2 separate regions of the Gossypium hirsutum genome follow, and region 1 is linked to region 2. The links are chromatin contacts, called in public Hi-C maps. All regions are on one chromosome and are shown on one strand. Each heading gives the region's core, a stretch centred on a gene start, on an enhancer-like site or on the middle of the called end of the contact. The rest is flanking DNA. Distances are from core to core; before and after follow the strand shown. Region 1 has its middle 28 kb from the start of LOC121230801. Region 2 has its middle 11 kb from the start of LOC107934635.

Region 1 (5,260 bases), core at 1,912-4,411, 120 kb after region 2:
TCTTTTCAACCAAAAATGGTTGCGTCATAACTTTATTAATATTATGGACATTTGTTGGCCCGTTTATGAAGATTGATTTTATGGAGGAACAAATCTTTGAAGATTGAATCGATTTAGATCAAGCAAATCATATCCTTGTTTTGTGAGGATTGGCTTGAATGATTGGAAGACTTATAATCCTACACTTTACTTTAGAAATGTCTAAATAATCCTAAATTTATTATGATACTTGTCAATACCATTTTTTTTATTTGAAAAACGGGAGTCGACTTCAAAACAAAAATGGAGTTGCCACTAATCTTTTTTCGAGGTGTGATCGGATCACATTGAGATTGATCATTTTAATAAAACATTTTGATTTATTAAAACAATGATTTTGGGTCTACTAAATTCGAGAAAAAATGGTTCGGGTTTGGTTACGCACGAGGAAGGATTAGCACCCTCGTAACGCCTAAAATTGGTACCAATTGATTAATTAATGCCCTATTGTCTAAAATTTTTAAAAAAATATTTTGAAATACAATTTCTTTTAAAACATTTGAATAACTCAAATTGAATATTAAAATTCTCTTGTTTCGAAGGAATATAATATCACATCCAGCACGTTAGAACATGATTCTTTAAACCTTCGAAGCCACGATCAATTCTTGATTTCCAAAAGCTCATACATTTGAAAATTACAAAAGGATATTCGATTATTTGGTCCAACGAAAAATCGAAACCCAACACGTTAGGGCACGATTTCTCAGATTTCCAAACATAGAACATTGCCTTTATTTTTTAGAAATCCTTATCTCGAGATACAAAATGTCATATCCAGTGAGTTAGGACACAACACCTCGAATTCCTGAGAATAAGCTTTTATTTGAAACTTATGCGTTTTGATTGAAAAAGGGGTACTCGGTTACTTAGATTCACTGAGGAAAATTGGAACCCAGAAAGTTAGGGCACAATCTTCTCGAAGATGCCAAATACCGAGTATTGCCTTATTTTGAAAACTTTTGAATAAAATGATTTTAAAACTTAAACGATATTAAAATACGACCTTTTAAACGAATAAAATGCGATGGAATAATAATTTACAACGCAAAGTAATAATTTATAAACAAAATGTTATAATAATGAATCACAAATAACAAATAAATACAAAGTAAGAAAATCTAAAATAAAATATAAAACAATTCTAAGCAAATGATACATAAAAAGAATTTAAAATGGAAATTATAAAAACGATCTAAAGTGTATAAAATAATTTAAAAAAATTAGTATCCATTCAAGATAAAATAATATATAAAACTCTTTAAAAATAATATATAAACAATTCAAAATATATAATGTGTAAAAAAAAGTTTGAAATACATAATATATGAAAATATTAAAGTAAATAATGTATAAAAATTTGAAATGAGTGTTATATAAAAAGTTTAAACAGATAATAACAAAAAATGTAAAATAAATAAATAAATAAATAGAATGTTAAAAACAAAAGTAAAAAACATATATAAAAAAATAATAATGAAAATAATATTAGTATATAAATAGAAACAAAAATATAATAAATAGAAATATAATAAGAGTAGAAATATAAATAGATAAATAATAATTAGATAAATAATAATAGTATTAGAATAACAAAATAAATATAAATAGAAACATAATAATAATAGCAATAATATATTAAAATAGTTAATTTGATAATAAAATAGCAAAAAAAATTTTTTTGGGGCAAATCAAAAATAAATAAAAGGAAATGGACCAATTTGAACATGCAAATAACAAGGAGGGACCAAAAGGGAAATAATCTCACCCTCCAAAACGCACAGCTTCAAGGAGGACCAAAGTGCAGTCAAAACAAATTTTAGGGCAAAAAAAATAAAAACTTAATTGTAAAACAATAAAAAAACGGAAGGGGTAAACGCAATTGGACGAATTTAGAAAAAATAAAGAAATTGAAATGAAATGGACAAAATTCCCACGTAATTGAAAGAGAAAAGAAAATAATTCAATTCCAATGGAAATAGGAAAAGAGAGAATAATCCAAGTCCAAATTGAAGTAGGAATACCAAAACTAATTCATCCGAGTCTCCTCAAAGTCCTCCTTTCAAAAAACAAAATACTCCTATTTATATACATGGGGTTTACTAAAAATAACCTAACTAATTTAATAATAATATAAAATAAAATAAAAATAAAAAAAATATGTAGAAGGCTAATTTTGCCCGGGCCTTTAGACTTATAAAATAAATGCGAAAAACTAAAAATAATAATAAAATCATAAAAATCATAAAACAGTCCATTAACCCCACATAAATCCCTTCAAGCCCAATAACAAAATATAGCCCAAAACAAAAATAAAACACTAGTCCAAAACCCAATTAAAAATGGCCCAAAGGGGCCTAATAGTTCGGAAATACCAAAAACCCTAGAGGTTTCTGAAAACCTGCTAGCGCCACAAGCCAGCCACTCCCACGAGTGGTTTCCCACGCTCACGCTCACGCTCACGCTCATGAACGCTCCTTTCGAACGACCATCTCCAATGGAACCTGCGAGAAGAGCAACAGAAATAATAACAGAAAAATAGGCCAGTAAATGACAGCAAGAAAATACAAATTTTATTTTATTTATACTGTAAATCGGCTATAAAAAGCCAGAAAAACGATGTAAACAGGATTTTTTTTCCTTTTTTACAGAAATACATTACGAAATATTGAATACATAATACAAAAGCAACCAAAAAAATAGAAGGTGATTTGAGATTTCATTTTTCTCATGTTTTGATTCATTTTTATTTTTGTTTTTGCACAAAATCTTTTCGCATGAGAATAAAAGGAGATAAGAGAGAGGTTTACCTTCGGGGGTGCACCATCGGGGTCCTTGTCTCCTTCGTCGAAATTGGAGTTTAAGATGGGGATCTTCGGGTGAGAATAGGCCTCGAGCCTTGGCTTTGATGGAGATGGGGATCTCCGATTATGAGGGTGAAATGATGATTGAATGGGGCTGTTGAATTGCACTGAAACCCTAGCAAAAAGGGATTTCATTTGCTGCTTGCGAAAATGGCAGATTGCCATTCAATTTTTTCTTTAATTTTGATAACAAAGTGAAAAGACGCCGTTCAAGGGGGTGAGGATCCTCGCGTGACCCGACCCACTTACCCTAGATCCGCGCATTTCCTTGTTGATGGGATATTTGCGCACGTAGTCCCTACCCTCCTGCACCTATCTCTAATTAGGCCTCAATCGTGTTTTATTTGTTTTTTACATTTTCCCTGAGATTTGCGCGTTATTACAATTTAATCCATATTTGAACACTGCGTTTTGAGATTCAGTATGTTTTCATTCCAAGTCCTGCTCATTTGTGCGCTTTTTATTTTGATCCTTCGTTTTATTTTAATGATCTATTTATTTATAGATTATCCTTTCAATTTTGTTTTTATTTCAATCAAGTTTAATCTATGTTTTATATTTTTTTTGAGGATCTATTTATTATTTTTTTAAACCTATTATTTTAACATACTATTTTTGAATTATTTTATTAATTTTATTTTGTTTTAGTTTTATTTTATATTGTTGAATTGTTTTATTATATAATTTATTATTTTAAAATTTTCTCCATGTAATTCTATGCTTAAAATTTTTTATACAATATTTATCTTCATACATTCATATTTATAGATGCATATATATATTTTACACGGAATTACTTATTTAAATTCCCTTTCAAACATGTTCATATATTTCTTCCTCTAAATTTATTTATGTATATTATTTGTTTCTTTTAAGAATCCAATTTTGGTATTATATTTTGTTTGTTTCAAATATTTTCCTATATTCTTATTATTTTTGTATATACATTATTTATATTAAGTTTTCATTTCATATATATATATCATCATTTTTAAACCAATATGTTTTCTTTTAAATTATTTTGTATATCATTTTTCTTCAAATTTCTTCTTACATAATATTTAGTTTAATAATCATTCATAAATTATTAGTGTCATTATTTTATTCATATAAACTATTTCAAACCCTAGCATGTGTTGTTCCTTTGTAAATTAATCATATATTTAATCGCTTTTAAATTATTTATATTACATTGATTCCTAGTTTTCATATTATTTTGCATATTATGTGTCATTTTTGGTTTTCACATTGTTCCATATATTATTGTTGCATATTATTTATTCGTATTTTTGTATTATTATTATATCAATTGTTATTCATCCATGTTTGGGAATTTGGTTATATTTTTCTTGAATTAATTATATTTTATTGTTTGTTTGGTTAATTGGTTTCTTAAGTTTATATTATCTTCATTCACTAAGTATAGTACGATATTCATGTATATTGTCTCATGCTTATAATTTCGTCTTTCATTCACGATGTTGTATTATAACTGAAGCTTTAAACTTATTGATCCATATTATTTGTTCCATTTTATTTCAAGCAATTTAATGCATTTTGAGCTAGTTTCACAATTATTCATTTGAAAATTCCTTAAAACGAAGGCAATGTCTGATGTTTGGAAATTTGGGGAATCTTACCCTATCGTGCAGGGTTTCGATTTCCTGTTTGTTCAAAATAATCAAATATTCCTTTAGAATTTCACTCATGTTTTCTAAATTCTAAAACAAGGCAATGTACAATGTTTAGAAATTCGAGGAATCGTGCCCTACCGTGTTGGGCTTCGATTTTTCGTTGGACTAAATAATTGGGCATCCTTTTGTAATTTTCAACGTACGAGCTTTTGGAAGTAAAAAATTAATCATGGTTTCAAAGGTATAAAGGATCATGTCTTATCGTGCTGGATGTGGTGCTGTATTCCCTTTGAAACGAGAGAATTTTGACGACCAACTTGAGCCATTCAAATGTTTTAAAAGGAATCATATTTCAAAATATTTCTAAATCTTAGATATAAGGACAATACTTAATCAATTTGGTACCAATTTTCGGGCGTAGCGAGGGTGCTAATCCTTTCTCGTACGTAACCAGCTCCCGAACCATTTTCGCAAATTTCGTAGGCCAAAATTGATTAAAATAAAATAAAATATTTTATCAGGTGATCCAATCACACCTAAACAAAAGGATTGGTGGTGACTCCACTCATTTTAAAGTCGATCCCCATTTTTTTCCAAAATAAAAAAAATGGTTTCGATAAAATAAAAATCAAATCTTCCTATTTTTAGCCTTTTACCAAGTTAACAAATTTTGATAACTCATTGGCTTTCTCCATCTTTTTTATTTGGCCACAATTTAATGAT
Region 2 (5,804 bases), core at 2,397-4,896:
TTCTTTTGGCATTCTTCAAATTTACCTAAATTTTATTTCATTTCGCTTGGTTGATCACTAGGTAACCACCAATTTTTTAGTGGGAATGCTTTTATATTTAAGAGGAGATTACTAAGGCATAACAATCATGTACTTCCTCAACAAAGGGAATGTTAGATTAGTACTGCGCTTGATGATAATTGGCGTCCTACCTAGCCGACCGCACGAGCAAGCCACCACTTATACTATCGGTGACATGACACTACTAGACATGAGGCTTTCCCTCTATAAAAACCCTAGGGAATGATAAAGAACGGATCTTTTGCCTTTCTGGCAACCTTAAGCTCTTATCCTTAGCACTTAGTCTCCCTTACCTTCCCAACTCCCTTTGCTTGCTTTTGCCTAACTTCGACTCTCTGTCTGTCTAGGTGAATCAACCTCTTTGTTTCCACTACCCCACTCCTATCTCTTCTTTTGTTGAATAATTGTATCACATTAGCCAAATATGAAAATTTTAAATTTTATTTTGAAATTCAATTTTTTGCTAGAGAAATTCAATATTTTAGAATGCTAGCATTTTAAAAATCTCTAAATTTTTGGAATTCCTTATCCAAATACACTATAAATGAATTCCTTATTCAAGGGTCAAGCTATGCATCCAAACTCAAAAGTCTGCTCAAAACATGAGAGGGTTAGGACAAAAGTATAATGCCAAAAAAATGGGCTTCGGCGAAAAAAAGTTAATTTAAAATATGCATCAAGCTTGAAATCCAACACTCAAAACTCGAGTTCGACTTGTTTTTGAGCTTTTATTGTAACACCCCAAAATTGGCCTATACGTTATGGCATATCTAGAGAAGCTACCATGATACTCTTTGAAAACCAAGAAATTATTTAGGCTTGTACAAATAACGTCAGATTTCAATGAAAACTATTCTGGTTTATTTTAAGTGAAAATATCCTTCTTATTTAATTTGTTAATTCTGTCGACTAAATTTATACAAAATGCTCTTGTTTGCAGCGGAACTCTTAGTTAAAATCAGTTTGCAAAGCACGAGTCGTATTTTGAAAGTCCAATGTTTTGCTGATATTGAAAATTTGATTTAAAAACAATAAACGGCTTAAAACAACAAATAGAAGTCCAAAACCAAAACAACCCCAAAATGTTCAAAACAGTCCAACAAAACTAAAACAGAGTAAACCAAATTTTAAAATAAAATAATTAACATAAAATGTTTAACCAAGCTCCCGTCGCACCGACCAGTCCTAAGTCTGGGGGTTACCTGAAAGTAAACAGACAGAGGTGAGCTTTCGAGCTTAGTGTGTAACTTATAAAAAAATAGAACCACAGGTTTAATTTCAAACATACTTTCAAATATCATTCAGACATATTTTATAACAAAAGCAGAAACAAACCATATCATATGCAGACTTACAATCCTACCCCCATCTGCTACACACCATCTCCGACCATCCCTACACACCATATAAGCTATTAAATACCCATCCAGCCCCACACACCGCTTAGTTTCAGTATGACACTTTTTATAATATTTATAGCAAAACTGTCAAATCAATAGGCGGTAATTCTCTAGAAAGAGATATACATGTGGCTGAGCCACCAGATACGGCAGATAAATTAAACTACTCACCCTTCCTCCATAAACATATTTTCCACCCCAATGCACATGCAGAACTAACATATATCATATATGTATATGAAATACATGCTTTTTATAACAAATTTAGTCCATGCTTAGCAAATAACATATCATATTTACATAATATAGATCAAACCCAGCATATAGTTTATTAGTCATGCGTAAATAACTCGTATTTAGCGCTAATAGAACATCAGAAATGAGCTTATATTAGTAACTGAACCTAAACATGTTTGGAAACGTGCAAACCGATTGAAAGACTAATATGTTGTCTATCAAGTCTAATTGGGAAGATGTTTGTCTTGGGTATCGGAGCGAATGACTCCAAAAGATAGAGACATAGATGTGACCGACTGGACTAACAGTACATTCGACTGGACCCAAGAAGAATAAATTTTGAATCTATTTATGGATTTATTCACTGGTAACGTTCATAATTTGACATACTTAAATCCTGAGCAGATGATGGATTATGTATGCATGATTCATACACTTTAATGTAATTAAAAACCTTAGTTCGAATAGATAAGGAATCAAAAGCTGGTACGTAGAGTGTATGACTTCTACAGTATGTAGCGCCATTCACAACAGTGGAATTCATAGCCTGGGACATGAGTAAATGATATCCTCTCATTGGCATTACATGATTGATGAAAATTAAATATGGTCATGGGTCGTTCATCTTTGTGATGGATGACTTGATTACTATTTAATAGTAATTGACTTTTTATGAAAGAAGATGTAATAATTACCATGAGATAAAATATGATCATATTGGGAGAACGAATAGTACCCCAAAGAGATTAAGGATATCCTATGAGGGTAACACACTTATGATAAGGTCATTGGACAAGCACAGATCGAGTTGCTTTCTTAATGATATGTGGTTGGTAAGAGTTCAGACATGATATTATAGTAGAATGACTTCGTAATTAAATGGGTTTATAATTAATAGGCAAAAATGGAGAAATGGGAAACATTTGGAGATGATTATGGTTTTTTTCCAAAATAAAAATGAAAATGGAGAAATAGAATCATTTGGAAATTAATATAGTTTTCTCCTAAATGAAAATGACCTGAGAATGAATTTATGTTTTTCGAATTAAATGAAGTTCGAAAATGGAAATAAATCATTTGATCATAATGAACAATTAAACGAAGAAATATTATATATATTTTATCATAAATTCTTTTACGATAAAGTTTTATGATTTTAACAAAACTAGAATTGGGTTAAGAAAATTATTTAATTAGAAATATATTAAAGTTTTTTAAGAAATAGAAAGACAATTATTGGGTTAGATCAAATTATAAAGTATTGGGTTAAAAACCCGAGAAATACTTATAATTGGGCCCGATATGGTGTTAAAGGGGTGAACGACAAACCCTAATAATATTAACTAGTGTTATTGCCCCCTATACTCTTGTTAGATTAGGAGTTTATTTTTCTAATTGAAATAAACTTCTACAATGCAACAAATCTTCTACCTTCTTTTCCTATAAATAGATGGTACTAATAGGGTTATTTATACAACTTTCAGATATAATTATTTTACCTGAAAATAGAGACATTTTTATTCTCTAAGAATTAAATATATTTTTCGAAATAATGATTCTATCGGTTTCTATTTGAAAAGAGAATTTTCATTTTCACATTAAATAAAGAAAAATTATTTCTAATTTTGTGTTTGATTCGAATCTTTCAAGACCCACACTCGAAATAGTTCGTGGTACAAGAATAGTAAAAAATATCATTTTGTTGAAAGTCGAGAACAACAACGATCATTCTATCTAAAAACACAAGTGTGAATTCTGTCTAGGACTTATTGCTATAAATATCAAAAACTAAATCGATATTTAAAAAAAATATTTCACTATGTAAAAAAATTATTTTCTAACCGAATTTTTTAAAGAATTAAAACTGGGAGCATATAATAGCTTGCACCAGACTGGGACGTTTTGAAAACGGGCCTACTTTTACCAAAAAGATGGTACTGGGGCTCTTTCCAAATTGGCAAAATTGGACTGAATCCAATCATCGTCGCAATCATTATTCTGACTCATCGTTCCAGGTGACATTAAATGGCCCAAAGCATTCATATTTATGGCATTTATTTCCTTTTTCGTTTCGTCGGAATTTGTCTCATTAAAAGCAACTCTCCTTCTGCCTTTGCTATTATTGCTTTTTAAAGCTCATTACTAGCAGAGCAAGTTGTTCTTGTAGCTCTCCTACTGTCATAGTTATGTCATTTGTGGTGCCTTTGGAGGTATCAACTCCATCTTTCACACTTAGAGGCTAGAGCTATTATTAAATTTGTACATAATAATATTATCATAAAGGTGTTTATATTATTATATTTTTTATTATATAAAATCTAAGAAAATACATAATTTTTTTCATCGTTTTTATTATTAAATTTAATCTAATGTTAATATCCCTTTCTTCAATGAATAAAAAAAACCACTTTTCTTGGTAAAAAAATTTATGGAGACTCGTATGTTAGAAGTTAAATTATATTTTGTTACATTTACTCAAAAATAGTCATTTTTGTTTGTCTCAAATTATATTTTAGTTACTTATGTTTGAAATGTTACGTTTTAGTCACTTACGTTATCCTGTTATGAAGTGGTCACTTTGTTGTTAAGCTCTATTACTTCCCTAACGGCAATCTTACTTGGCAGTACAAATGGGTTTTAAATTCCAACTAAGACGAGAATAGGTTTTTAATTAAATAAATTTAATTAATTAAAAATTATAAATTAATTATACCTTGAACTGGAAAAGAAAAACCATTCATCTCCGTTCTTTTAGTTTTCTTTTCCATTTTGATTGAAAAAACTATTCTCATCCTAGTTGGACATCTAAGTCGACATTTAAAACCTATTTGGACTGCCACGTAGGATTGTCGTAGGGAGGTAATGAAACTTAACGACAGAGTGACTACTTCATATCAAAGCAATAACACAAGTGACTAAAACGTAATATTTCAAACATAAGTGATGAAAATGTAATCTGAAGCCAACAAAAGTGACTATTTTTATAGTTTACCCTAAAAATTTTATCCATTTCTATTGTTAAAAGCTAGCATAATTGACAGAATAACCAGACAATTACACATAAAATACTACATATACTTCATGCTGACATATAAAAATTAATTTTTAACAGTAAAAATAAATAATTTTTTTAACAGGATAACTATTTCTTCTTTCGTTCTGATGTAGCTTACATTAATTGTGATAACTTACATTAATTAACTAGTGAGGTGGGGCAGACAAAATACTCACAAAGCCATATGGGATCCAAAGGAGACCTCAATTCCTTGACAATGGGAAGGGAACGTCAGCAATGTAGGTAAATTGAGTTATTGACTCGAGGTAGGTAGCAATTAATTAATCATTGGGAATTGGCTGGGCTGACAATAAAGCATCAATTGTACATATCTCTAGACAGCCAAAATTCAGAAATTTTGCTATATGTGTTTTTTTTTTATTCTGATACGTACAACAGAATCCCTCTGTAATATCTTAAAAGATCATATAGTATCATTTACAAAATAATAAAAATGATATGGTGATTTTTTTAAGTTAAAATATGCTACAAGTCTCTATATTTTTTTTAAATTTAAAATTTAGTTTCTTTACTTTTATTTTTATTTTTAGGTATTTAATTTCTCAACTTTTTAAATTTTAAAATCTTGATCCAATAGTTAACTTCCTTAAACAATTTTCTTCTAAATTCATTGGATTCATAATCTGAAATAAAGATATACTAACTTCAGTAACCATGCAACCAGAAAAATGATGTTGTAATGAAACCGGTTTTTTATAGAATATTGGGTTTAAATTTTTACATATGAAAAGTAGTGGGGCTAAATGATTGAAGAGTAAAGGGACTTGAAGCACAATTTAACCTTTTTTTTAATCCAATAAACACATTATATTTCGATTAAATCTAAAATTGAGTAAGGACAAATCTAAAATTAAATATTTTTTTAAGCACAAATGAATCTGCCACCTATTCTCATATCACTAAGATTTTCCCACTATCGCACTTACGTTTTTTTTTTTGTCTAATCGACATCACTTTGTGGTTTACATTAAGCGAGTGGACAATGATGTCCATGTTTATCCCTAGATTGTTTACTACAGACACACGAAAAT

Evidence for each region. Hi-C and Micro-C count contacts between places; a contact is called where the count stands out from the background.
Region 1: a contact with region 2 is called in a Hi-C map of leaf, with 1.7 times the contacts expected there. The contact joins two enhancer-like sites. A contact is called at or near these places in 2 of 34 Hi-C or Micro-C datasets (both in leaf).

The regions. Positions count from the first base shown.
Region 1 is chrA06:125,116,205-125,121,464 of Gossypium_hirsutum_v2.1, forward strand. No RefSeq gene overlaps it. Among protein-coding and RNA genes, the nearest start is that of LOC121230801, 28 kb to the right of the region's middle. Within about 2 kb of position 3,162, at least 9 of the 9 cell types and tissues checked have an H3K27ac peak or open chromatin away from gene starts, as enhancers often do. A contact at or near this core is called in leaf, where this site is marked.
Region 2 is chrA06:124,996,330-125,002,133 of Gossypium_hirsutum_v2.1, forward strand. No RefSeq gene overlaps it. Among protein-coding and RNA genes, the nearest start is that of LOC107934635, 11 kb to the left of the region's middle. Within about 2 kb of position 3,647, at least 1 of the 9 cell types and tissues checked has an H3K27ac peak or open chromatin away from gene starts, as enhancers often do. A contact at or near this core is called in leaf, where this site is marked.